2 separate regions of the Zea mays genome follow, and region 1 is linked to region 2. Evidence: chromatin contacts called from public Hi-C data. All regions are on one chromosome and are shown on one strand. The core of a region is the stretch at or near the end of the contact, and the rest is flanking DNA. Distances in the headings are between cores, read along the strand shown.

The links. A called contact is a pair of places that touch in the nucleus more often than the background predicts.
Region 1: a contact with region 2 is called in a Hi-C map of endosperm, with 2.9 times the contacts expected there. The contact joins the promoter of LOC100193784 here to the promoter of LOC100275030 in region 2. A contact is called at or near these places in 2 of 25 Hi-C or Micro-C datasets (endosperm and tassel).

Annotation. Positions count from the first base shown.
Region 1 is chr9:128,571,034-128,577,714 of Zm-B73-REFERENCE-NAM-5.0, forward strand. LOC100193784 (probable small nuclear ribonucleoprotein G) reads left to right here and starts at 4,778. Exons shown (of 4, transcript XM_008661830.3): 1 at 4,778-5,618; 2 at 5,714-5,736. The coding sequence starts at 5,584.
Region 2 is chr9:128,185,192-128,191,456 of Zm-B73-REFERENCE-NAM-5.0, forward strand. LOC100275030 reads right to left here and starts at 2,177. Exons shown (of 1, transcript NM_001367950.1): 1 at 1,678-2,177. The coding sequence starts at 2,171. The coding sequence ends at 1,791. It overlaps LOC100276881, which reads left to right and starts at 4,598. Exons shown (of 1, transcript NM_001150584.2): 1 at 4,598-5,696. The coding sequence starts at 4,717. The coding sequence ends at 5,313.

The DNA.
Region 1 (6,681 bases), core at 3,528-6,027, 390 kb after region 2:
GCCGATATCTTTACCAAGCCACTTGATGAACAATCTTTTACCCGACTTAGGCATGAGCTCAATATTCTTGATTCTAGAAATTTCTTTTGCTAGCTTGCACACATAGCTCATAAATGTACCTTTGATCATGTCTCTTTCATATGCTATGCCTAATGCGTTTTCAAGTCTATTTTAAACCAAGTCATAGGTACATTGAAAGGGAATTGGAGTCTTCGGCGAAGACAAAGGCTTTCACTCCGTAACTCATACTTCGCCATCACTCCAAGCAACTCTCTATTCTTTGAGGAGAAATGAGCATCAAAGAAAAGGACTTCTCCTTTGGTATAATCTTAACCCATTTATTTATGACCAAAGAGGAAGATAGCACCAGGAGGGCTCTCATGATTCCGTTTTTGGCGATTCATGCCAAAAAGGGGGAGAAATGAGCCCAAAGCAAAAGGACCGCACCACCACCAATTTCAAAAACTTAGTGTTTTCCAAAAGTATTTATCAATTGGTATCCTATTGTGTTCAAAAGGGGAAGAAAGTAGTATTTTAAAAATACATATCAAAACCCTCTTGATCACTAAGAGGTGGATCTCCTTTAGGGGGAGTTTTGTTTAGTCAAAGGAAAAGCATTTGAAACAGGGCGAGAAAATTTCAAATCTTGAAAATGCTTTGCTAACTCTTATTCATTTATCTTTGACTATGTGCAAAAGATCTTTGAAATGAACTTACAAAAGAATTTGCAAAAACAAAACTTGTGGTGCAAACGTGGTCCAAAATGTTAAATAAGAAAGAAACATTCCATGCATATCTTGTAAGTAGTTTTATTGGCTCAATTCCAAGCAACCTTTACACTTACATTATGCAAACTAGTTCAATTATGCACTTCTATATTTGCTTTGGTTTGTGTTGGCATCAATCACCAAAAAGGGGGAGATTGAAAGGGAATTAGGCTTTCACCTAGTTCCCAAATAATTTTGGTGGTTGAATTGCCCAACGCAAATCTTTGGACTAACTAGTTTGCCCAAGTGTATAGATTATACAGGTGTTAAAGATTCACACTCAGCCAATAAAAAGACCAAGTTTTGGATTCAACAAAGGAGCAAAAGGGGCAACCGAAGGCACCCCTGGTCTGGCGCACCGGACTGTCCGGTGCGCCACCGGACATGTCCGGTGCACCAGGGGGACTCAGGCTCAAACTCGCCACCTTCGGGAATTCTCAGAGGCGACTCGGCTATAATTCACCGGACTGTCCGGTGTACACCGGACAGTGTCCGGTGCGCCAAGGGAGGTCGGCCTCAGGAACTCGCCAGCTTCGGGAAAAGCCAACGGCTCGTCCACTATAATTCATCGGACTGTCCGGTGTGCACCGGACTGTCCTGTGCGACTCCGGAGCAACGGTCATCTCCGTGCCAACGACTCTCTGCCGCGCATTTAATGCGCGCTCTACGCGCGCAGGAGTCAGAGTCGCCCATGCTGGCACACCGGACAGCAAACAGTACCTGTCCGGTGTGCACCGGACACCCAGGCGGGCCCACAAGTCAGAAGCTCCAACGGTCAGAATCCAACGGCAGTGGTGACGTGGCAGGGGGCACCGGACTGTCCGGTGTGCACCGGACTGTCCGGTGCGCCATCGAATAGGCAACCTTCCAACGGCCACTTTTGGTGGTTGGGGCTATAAATACCCCAATCACCCCACCATTCATTGCATCCAAGTTTCCAGCTTCCAACCACTATACAAGAGCTAGCATTCATTGCAAAGCACACCAAAAAGAGATCAAATCCTCTCCCAACTCCACACAAAGCCCTAGTGACTAGAGAGAGTGATTTGCCATGTTCATTTGAGCTCTTGTGCTTGGATTGCTTCTTTTCTTTCTCACTTGTTCTTGTGATCAAAACTCCATTGTAATCAAGGCAAGAGGCACCAATTGTGTGGTGGCCCTTGCGGGGAAGTTTTGTTCCCGACTTTGATTTGAGAAGAGAAGCTCACTCGGTCCGAGGGACCGTTTGAGAGAGGGAAGGGTTGAAAGAGACCCGGCCTTTGTGGCCTCCTCAACGGGGAGTAGGTTTGAGAGAACCGAACCTCGGTAAAACAAATCCGTGTGTCACACTTCATTATTTGCTCGCGATTTGTTTTGCGCCCTCTCTCGCAGACTCGTTTATATTTCTAACGCTAACCCGTCTTGTAGTTGTGTTTATATTTGTAAATTTCAGTTTCGCCCTATTCACCCCCCTTTAGGCGACTATCAGCACCGGACTGTCCGGTGAGCCAACGGTCGGCCAGGGCCAACGGTCGGCCAGGGCCAACGGTCGGCCGCGCGATCTGCGCGGGACACGTGGCCAAGCCAACGGTCGGAAGGACATGTCCGGTGCCCCAACGGCTCCCGCATCTGCAACGGTCGGCTTAGCCATTTAAGGAAAGGAATCGGGCACCGGACACTGTCCGGTGTGCACCGAACTGTCCGGTGCGCCCGACGACAGAAGGCAAAGATGGCCTTCCAGATTTGTTCTCAACGGCTCCTAGCTGCCTTGGGGCTATAAAAGGGACCCCTAGGCGCATGGAGGAGTACACCAAGCAACTCTTGAGCATCCCTGATCATCCACACTAAGTCTTTGCGCATCCGTTTGTTATTCTAAGTGATTCGAGCTCTGTTCTTGTGAGAAACTGTGAGATAGTCTTTGAGCTCGAATCTTGGCCGTGTGTGTGCGCGTTTCGCTGTGGATTTGAGTGTGTTGCTTCCCTCCCTTACTCCGTGCTTCTCTGTGAATCTTAAGTGTAAGGGCGAGAGACTCCAATTTGTGAAGATTCCTCGCGAGTGGGATAAAGATAAGCAAGGCAAAACACTGTGGTATTCAAGTGGGTCTTTGGACTGCTTGAGAGGGGTTGATTGCAACCCTCGTCCATTGGGACGCCACAACGTGGAGTAGGCAAGTTTTGTACTTGGCCGAACCACGGGATAAATCACCGTGTCTCCTCTGTGTTGAATTCTCTGTGATTGTCGTATTGTGCAAGATCTCCTCTTTAGCCACTTGGCAATTATTGTGCTAACCCCTAACAAGTTTTTGTGGCTATAAGTTAAGTTTTTACAGGATCACCTATTCACCCCCCCCTCTAGGTGCTCTCAAACTCATGGCAAGAAGAACTATCTTCCGCACTTTAATTTCATTATTACTCGTTCTAACGCTAACCTCAGGCGAAGTTCGTGTTCAAAGTTTATAATTTCTAGGTTTCAACTATTCACCCCCTGTAGGCGACTCTCTGTAACTCAAAGGTACTTCGTAGGCTAAACTAAACAAAGCTATGTGCCTTCAAAAGGTGAATTTATGTATATCACTATTCATCTATTTACAGTGAAGAGGTACAACTTCATAAAAAATTATAATTATGCCCACGAAGTTTACAAGTACGATTTACAAATTATACATGGCAATATCATCTTTTCTTCTTCTTCTTATTCTTCTTTCTTGCTTCACAAATCTTCTTGGCCTTTTTTATCCGCTTCGTGTGTGAATCCTTAGCTTCTGTATACGTGCGAAGGTCTACATCTTCTCATTTCTAGCTTGCACACTACTCCTGACGAAGGTTTGCTTCGTTGACACTTCTTGTTGTGTCTGAAACACACCTTCTCAAGCCGAAAATGAGGTGATTTGAAGATCTTCGGCGAGGTAAGGCCCCCAATAGGAGGGCGCGAGGTGAAGCGCGGGGGAACTCCTCGTCGCCGCCGTCCTTGCTGTGGGCGCGCGGGTTGCCGAAGCCATGCTCTGGCAGCGGAAAGGTCAAAGGTGGAGTTAGGGCTGGAAAAATACTCGTGGCTTATGAGCTCGCTTGGCTGTGATTAGCTTGGCTCGGCTCATTTTAATTTTGTCATGAGATGAGCTAGCATCTCAACTCGGTTTGTTAACAAGCCAGCTCGTTAGCTCGAACGAGCTACCATTTGTCAGCAAAACAAAGGCTGCACTTGTGTTGGATAAACTAATAAGTGATGAACTATGTTAATTTGATGTTGAATCGACGTGGTATATGAAATTGTGAGTACTATTACTCTTTTTAGTGTTAAATTAGTCTAGAATTAACTAATAATTGATTATATATATATATATATATATATATATATATATATATATATATATATATATATATAGTCTTTTGTTTTAGCCTACGAGCTAAACGAGCCAGCTCAACCTCGCAAACAGAGCCGAGTTGATTCTTTGGCTCGGTTTCTTAACTAGCAAGTCGAGCCGGCTCGTTAGCTTAATGAACCGAGCCGAGCCGAGCTATGTAAATTCCAAAATCTTCTTCAGTGGTTCGTTTATTCTTAAGAGCATCTCCAACAATGTGACCTATAAAAATGCCCTATAATTTGAAAATAAGTATATTTTATACAATTTAGGGCACCAGCAAAACACCCCGCTCCAACAGTAAAGCCCCAAATCTAGATTATAGGACAGCCCACTACGGTGTAGTATATTTGAGTCACTTGAGATGGTGCCCTATAGTTTTTTTGACAAAATTTTATGAAATGGGGCACTGTTGGAGTAGTTTTTCTTGTGTAGAGCCCCATATTTCAATTTGAGGCACTAGTTTGAGGCATTGTTGGAGATGCTCTAACAAGTCATTTTGTTCTATCACTTTTTAGAATTAGTGTCAATATGAAAATACAAGGAAATTAACTTGAATTGTTTGCCCTTACAGAGTCAAGGTATACCGGTAAAAGGACAATTTTTATTCTAGGTTATTCTCACTAGAATTTAGTGTCCTGTTCAGATTATTGGGGAAACAAAATATAGACAGACAAACACAGTTTCTCGGCGGTTTCTCATTGATTATTTTTCAAAATTGAAAATATGTGCACGGAAATTTACCGGAACTGGTTTCTCAGTGCTAATTGGCGGTTTCCTGGTGCTAATTGGCGGTTTCCTGACCGAGAAATGCGGAAACCAGTCATTTAAATGAATATGAAACGAGATTGGGAACCCTGCTTAGTAAACGCCCTTCTAAAATTTTACACATCAAACAATGATTGGGAACGACAGCCTCTGCCATGAACTCACTGCCAAGCTTCGGCTATGGAGCCATCTCTCCTTTGCCCACGGCCAGCCCTGCCGTCGTCGCCTCGTCGAGCCTCAGCCGTCTCTGCCTTGCTGCGGCCGCGCCGCCGCGGCCACCGCGCCAGTTACGGGCAACCCTCGCCCCGCTCACGCGTCCTCTTGATCGGTTGGTTGCCTGCCTTGGAACACTTGGATCTGTTTCTTCATTGTTAACCATTGTTATATGGGCCTAATAGTTACTGATTGGAGCCGAGCTACCAAGCCCACCTAGATAGCCCGATCCTCTATCATGAGCTGTAAATGACAGTAGCTGGTTTACGGCCCATGACTAGTCGAACGTACTTACGTACTACCTGCCTGCGGCCCCGACGCATCGCGCTCTAGGGTTTTGACGCGCCGGCGGCTTGTGTTCCCTTTAAAGCTTGGCTGCTCGTCTGCTCCTGCTGCTGTCTTTCTTCTGCTCTTCCATCGCGCCAGTGTTTTGAGAAGCTGGTCGGCGCTCCTAGATCCCTTCGCCTCTCTCGCGTTCGAGGCTAGGTAGCCGCCACCATGAGCCGCTCGGGGCAGCCTCCGGATCTCAAGAAGTAAGCGCCCGCATCTGTCTCCCCCCTCTGGATTAGATCCCGGTTTGCTCCGTTCCGTCGTGCTGATTTCGGTTTGTTTCCTGTGACGTTCACAGGTACATGGACAAGAAGCTTCAGAGTAAGTGGTACTCTCGATTCCGCTATCCAGTCCCAATAGTACACCTGTGGTTTTGCTTCAAGAAAGTTTTTCTTCTTCCCATGTGCCCAGTACGTTTGTTCTTAGATCATAATATACGTGACTGTTCGTTGTTAGCTCCGCATTAGACAGATGAAGCAGCTTATGTCTGTTCTGGCAATTTGAACGTCTTCCTTTGTTTCAGTTTGTTCTTCAGCCTGACCATGCACCAAAACTGTGTATGTTTTGTGATTTTCGTATTTGAAAAATGCCCTAAATGATGAACATAATATGAAGGCTATGGATTTATCTCCACATGAAGCATTATGTCATAGTTACTCTGATAGGGCATTCAATCATATTTTCACATATGTATCATGTTGTACATTATCGAATTATAAGCGTCCTGACAGTCACAGTGCCATGTATCTATGGTTCTTTGGTGTTTTGTAGCCATCCCTTTGATAGTGTGGTGACTACCCTATCGGATCTTCTGTCATGATTTCTCCCTCATTTTTGTAGTTGCTCTGATAATCCAAAATAAGTTCTGTTCGTAATCCGTGTGGGATGGCTGGCCTACATGACGATGATTTTCTAAAAGCTATGGATTAATTTCCACATGAGGCTTTTTGTCATAGTTACTCTGATAGGCTGCCACATCAACCTTTTCGAATCCACTTGCTTGTGTAAGACCCTGTTTTGATTGACCCTAGCTAAACTTTATCCCGCTAATCTGGCCAGCAAAAGTTTAGGGGCGCTGTTTGGATCCTAGCTAAACATGTTTTAGTTGGCTTTAGTTGGGTTGAAACGGCTAAAGGAATGGTTTACATTTAGGCCTCCAGCTAAAGTTGAGTCGTGTTTTAGTTGGGACCATTTGGATCTGCAGCGGACAGCCGTAGTGGGGAGTAGCTAAAGTGTAGCTGGTGGATGCAAACTGGGCATAAATCA
Region 2 (6,265 bases), core at 927-3,426:
TTATTACTGCTAGTGGCCATCAGATTATAGAGTGGGTCCTGCGACGAATCCGTAGAGTTGGATTCAGATTCAGGGAAAGAGACCGAACGGTGCACCGAATTTCGGCCGAAATTCAAACCGCTTTTCGGCCTGCAGAGAATGCCTGTGTAGTTTGGGAGGTGGACGGACGGACTATCTAGATCATGGCCGGCCGGCCGGTTGGGGCCCGGCGCTCCGGCAGCGTCCCTGTCCTGAGCCAGCGGCATCAGCCATCGCACGGTAACGGCTGCAGGACGAACTGCTATAATCGTGTGTGGGACGGGACCGGGTGTGGCAAACACGGACGGCAGCAGGCTCATCACGGACGGGCGAGTCGGCGACTGACTGACTGGTATACAGTGACCAGGTTCAGGTATCCTGCGTCCACGTACTGTTGCGGGTCCCACGGGCGGGTGGGGCCCAGCCGTGCGTGAGGACACTGCGGGGAAATTATTGGGTACAGTGGACGCGGTAGTAGTACACTAGTACTCCCCCCACCTACACCTACTCCTGTCGCTTTCCTACCCTCTCACCGCCGCGCGGGTGTTTCGAGCTTTTCGGTACGGTACGTTGATGACTCACACACACAGTGACACAGGGAGGAGGGGGGTTCTGGACGCAAATGATGAAGTGAAATGAACCCGCGTAGCAGCAGTTGGGCCCCAGGCCCATTAGTGGTGGGTGGCATGCGTCAACGTCAGGGCGGGGTCCAGCGGCCGGACGTGGTGCGTCCCCGTCGTGTAGCGGAGGGCGTGCGGGCCTGGCGAGTGGCGGACGTGGGCCACCGGCCACGTGACCGGACATCGGACCGGAGGGTGGGAGACTTCCGCTTCCCATGAACGCGTCGCTGTTTCCGCCATGAGGACCAAAATGCCCCTGCTACCGAGTCCACAGCTTCCGTGCCCCCGCGCTTCCCGTATAATACACAGATTCACGCGACGCGAGCCTCAGGAGATTGTTGCACTTGGCACCGCTTCCTTAAAATTGTGTCAAGCATCCAGCTGAGACAGTTACTAGGAAATTCTTATGAGGTAGTTAGGCCTTGTTTGGTTCTTGGCATAACTGGGAATCGCATTTTAATAAAAAATACATTATGTAGGCAATGGTAACTCATTCGTAGTTTTAGATTCTGTGTCCAGAGAAATAAAAATCCAAGAACCAAGTGCAAATTGCATTTTCTGGTATAACGTGTAAGATGTAGTTTCTATAATATACAAAAAACCAAACGTGGCCTAACTCTTTAATAGACATGACAGAGTTTTATTAGACCACCTAACTAATGGTTTTTTATATGGTCTATAGGAGAATAAGAGATGAGTGTATCCATATTTTAAGGATCGTATTGGTGCTTTGGATGATACAAATATTCAAGTCTCCTCTTTACAAAGAAGTGAGGTACTGGTGCGTTACACAGCGAAACAGGGTATGATCCGCTGTACTACGTGTAGCGGAGTCCAGATTTGATGCGTCGGTTACGACTTGAGAGATACAGCGAGCGTCTATTTCGGCTGTGTGTGTGTGCCGTACAAACATACAAGTACTCTTCCGCCTATACACATTATTGTTGAGTTTTCTTTTTCGAAATCGCGAAAATGGAATGACAAGCCTGCAGTAATCCCTCGACCTTAACAGGAATGACAAACAAACTGACGATCGAAATAGGGAGGAAAGTGTTGACCCTTTTTTATTACGGTGCGAACACAAGATGGATAAGAAAAGAAACAAAGCCAGTGAGCCAGTAGCTGACTGAGAGTGGGCAAGCCAAAAAAAAGCTACTCGAGAGGCGAGTCCACGCGGTCGACGGAGCGCGCGAAGGCCAGGATGTCCGAGGACGCCGGCTTCTCGCCGTCCGGGCGGGAGACGGTGGCCTCGCGCAGGAGCCTCGCCGCCGTCTGGTTCAACGAAGAAGGCGGCGGCGGCGGCTGCTCCTGCTGCCGGCTCTTGTCTGGACCGGCCTGCTGGGCGTGGGCACTGACCACCGGCGCGTGGCCGTGGTCATCGAGCCGCCGCTGTGTTTGGTCCATGTATGGATCCGGGATGGGCTGGTCGGTGTCGCGGTTGTGACCGGACCGGAGGCGGAGCAAGTGCATGCGCACAGAAGCTGGGACGCGGCGAGTGATAATAAACTTATTAATAACCTGCTGTAACGGCATCGCGGTGCTTCGTAGTACTAGTTGGGTGGTGTACACGTACACGACGGTGCGTCTCCCTAAACCCGTCGGCTGCTCTTCTTGCGACGCGTGTGTGCCCACGTAGCGCGTACGGCAGCTCGGTCCAAAAACCAGCCGTTCACTCACGCCGTCAGAACCAGAACGGCCGTAATAACTCGTACTAGTACAGTAGTTTGATGTTTGCAGCTACACAGCACATCTTCACCGTGCAGCCCGTGGTTCTTCTATCAACGGCCCTGCCCACAGAACCAGAACGGGGCCCACACTCTAGGCGAACGGTGGGCGGAGGAACGGAATCCAGGGAAAGGAAGGAAGGGGGGTTATTTCCGTCCATTCCTCCCACGACACGAGCCTGCCGTACCGCTCCAAAGAGGCCGTCATCATCACCACCGGGCGGAGGAGGGGAGGGGACAAGGGCCACAGCCGGGGGGCACCAATGGCACCATCCGCTGGCGCTGCGAGAGGGAATAATAAAAGCGGGGGTGGGCCCGTTCCCGCGGCAGCGCAGCGTACGTAGGAGTACGCGTGGCTCGGCACGCCTTCCCAGGAGCCCCGCGTGGCAGCCTAGTAGGTCCGTGCATGCGATGCCGTGTGTGCGCACGGCAGGGGACACGAGCCCCGCCCCGCCTCCGCGTGTCCTCGCACGCGTCCCCTAGCCACACGGGCACTGGCAAGTCTGGCAGGCCATCGCATGGGGCTCTTGAAACTGGCTCTGGCTGGCGGGGCTCCGACTTCCATGCCCCTGATTGGCCGGCGCCCGCTGTGCGTTGCGAGGGAGTGCGCAGGGTCCACCTGCCAGACACACGGTCTCTCACTGGCCACTGGCCACTGTAGCGCCCTGTCTCTCTCACTAAACAAACGCCCGCTCTAGAAGGTTCACCCAAATGGCGGTGCCAGCGACCTTAATGGTATCCTGATCGATCAGGGTTTAGCCGGGATTGTTTAGCCACAGGCACGCACATACTCCCAAGCGAATTGATTGGCCACGCTACGTGGATGCCTAGTCTCAATTGACAGCCGGAAAGTGACACGTTTATCTTTTACGGATACTCTACCTCGCTCGCAGATCTTTTTGCTTCCCTTCTTTTTTTTTTTACCTGCGTCTTGGACCCCATTCAGCGGAGGCACTGGGCAGTGGATCCACCAAGTCACACTCACCGGTGCTAGTACAAGAAAATTTCGCCAGCCATTTCACCCGGGGGGGCTCCAGGTACTGTACGTACTCAAGTCACCTCATCCTTCCCCACTGCAGCTCAGCTCTACAACTCGACCTCTCTGGTTTTTCTTTTGGGATGAACAGGTGACGTCACGGACGCACTAAAGCCAAAGCGCACGATAACGGGTTACAGTAATATGGCGCCCGGTAATTTCCATTTGGATTCTCGTTCACCAGATCCAGAGATGGGCATGTGGTCAGGTCCGCCAACGTCCAAGTCACCGAGTGGCAGGAACTGGGAGTGAAAGGAGAAAAAGACAAGACGTGACGTGATGTATTGTCCGTGGCAGACTCCCATGCTGCTCCAGCCAGCACACCATTTTTTTCTCTAGTCCATGGTTTTCGCGAATCCATGATCGTCCTATCCCCGTCGCCTTCCGCAGCAGAGCTGCTTCTCGTACACATGCTATACGGCATACGGGTGGGGGTGGTTACTGCATTGCATTAGGGTGGTCAGCAAGATCTCAACGCCCGTCACGGCTACCGAGTCTTTGGAGGTCCCCCCAAGCGCCTTCTAATCCTGTCCTGAGTAATATTCTCTAAATTTCAACCTCTAAAAATATATCATTTGTGATTTACAGCACACTCTAAAACATTTCATCATATATATTTTCATTATCTTTAACAACGTTCTCTAAATTTTGTCATCCATACAATAACATTACATGATAGGTGCAGAATTAACAATGAGGCAACTTTTAATTAGTGCAGGAGACGCTAGATTTGGAGGACGAGAGAGTCGAGAGAAGGCCGACAAAATTTAGAGGACACGACAGAGCACTCTAATGGAAGTGCGCGGACGATATGGGTGCGCTAAATATACCGAACGTGATGATATGCATGTGCTTGCTGGAGGAAGCCTAATAACATCAAACCAATTAGTCCCTCGTAACCCAAACCGAGAACTGAGGTTATTGCTGGCTAATCGAGTCTATGTTAACACAAAATGGTGTCGAGTTTTTACAAACCACCTTGGCTGTCCAAGCTGGCGTGTACAGATACTGCAACCGCTCCGTGTTCCTCTAGCCACGCCACATGAGCCAATAAAGCTGGTATTAAAAATAGAAATTTAGCACACACACTAAAATATATATTCCATGTAGCTGGAAAAGAAAACCCACAGCAAGACGGGCTTGGCAGGCCAGGGGCTACAAATACAGGAAACCACTCCCGATCTCTCCTCCCACTTCCTCTTCTGCCCCTCCAACCTCTCCTCTTCCTCTGGTCTCTGGACAACCAAGCCAGAGAGGAGCAGCCAGCGACAACCTCCTCTCCTCTCCTCCCCTCTTATTCCGCGCCCAGCAGCGAGGCATGGTGGAGAAGGCGAGGACCATGGCGCGCAGGCTGGAGATCCCCCAGTGGAAGGCCGACGGCCTGCCGTCGCCGACGAGCCCGCTGGACCGCGCGTCGGCGTCGCCCCGTGGGTGGCGCCACCGCGACGCCGTAGGAGGAGGCGTGGGGCTCGGGATCCTGGCGGCGCTCGAGGCCGAGGGCCCGCCGCAGCCCGCGCCGAGGGTGTCCATCCCGCGGCGCGCGGCGCGGCTGGAGGTGTCGGAGCTCGGGTGCAGCGGGCGCTGCGCCACCAGCCTGTGCGGCGGCGTCGGCCCGGCCCCCGCCCGGCCCGGCGGCGGCGCGGCGTTCCGCGTCGCGGAGTTCCTGTCGTGCTGCGACATGTGCCGGCGGGCGCTGGACGGGAGGGACATCTTCATGTACCGCGGGGAGAAAGCCTTCTGCAGCATGGAGTGCCGGTACCACGCCATGGTGAGCGACGAGTTCCAGCAGGAGAAGGAGCGCAAGCGCCGCGCCGCCGTGTCCCGGACTTCGGCCGCGGAGATGGCCGGGTCGCCGTGCAGCGGCGGCGGCGGCGGCGGGCAGATCTTCTTCACCACCGGCATCGTCGCCGCCTGATGGGCGGGCGGGCGGGCGGATACGGATCCGTCTTCTCTGGTCTAGTGATACAAAACAAAAGAAAAAATATCCAGCTAGAGGAACCGGCGGCCGCTGTAACATAAACCTGACAAGAAAAAAAAACCAAGAGGAGAAATAAGGACGGATGGGTGCGTGCGTTTGTGTAGAGCAGAGAAATGGGCGCGGGGGAATTTTGCTCGTCCTCTCCTCTTCTTCGGTAGAGGAGGAACCGAGGCAGGGAGGGTTTATTTCATCTGTGGATTTTTTTTTTGTATTATTATTAGTAAATTATAGTAGTACCACTATTATCACGACGATGATGGGCGGGATGAGATGTTCTGTAGCAGCAGGGAAGGGGGAGGGGGGATGATGTGACAAGTTTTCCAAGGATTGTTGCTTCCCTTTTGTTTCTCCTCTAGTCCTCTGCTCTGCCCAAGGGAATAAAACTCCTCGCTTGTTCAAATCCGTTCCACACTCCATGGTGTTGGTGTTTGCGTTGAGAAACCTCTTACAACAAGTATCTGATGACGAGTTGTATACTACTTGATGACGATTGACGAGTTGAGCCTTTTTTCTCATCATACGGAGATGAACTCTTGCGGTTCTTGTTCAAAGAGTAAGAAACCGATTTGTGAACCTGGGTTCTCCTGGTTGCCCAGACACAAAGAAACAGTGACCTGCGGGGAGCAGTATACGCTTCCCTCGGGTGCCCGTCCGTCCTAGCAAAAGCACCAAGCGGAAGCAGTCTCGTTGTGGGGGAGAGGAGACGAGTTCAAACCAACCAATAATTGGTGGATGCATCTACCATATGGGCTGTGGACGTACGTGGACTGCTGCTGCCACTGCTGGCTATTGGCGTTTGCGTGTCCATGGATCACCATTGACACTTCTGGCTCGGCCTAGCCTGCATGAGTCTTTTCTTCTTCTTTGAATCTTGAGCTGCATCAGTTTT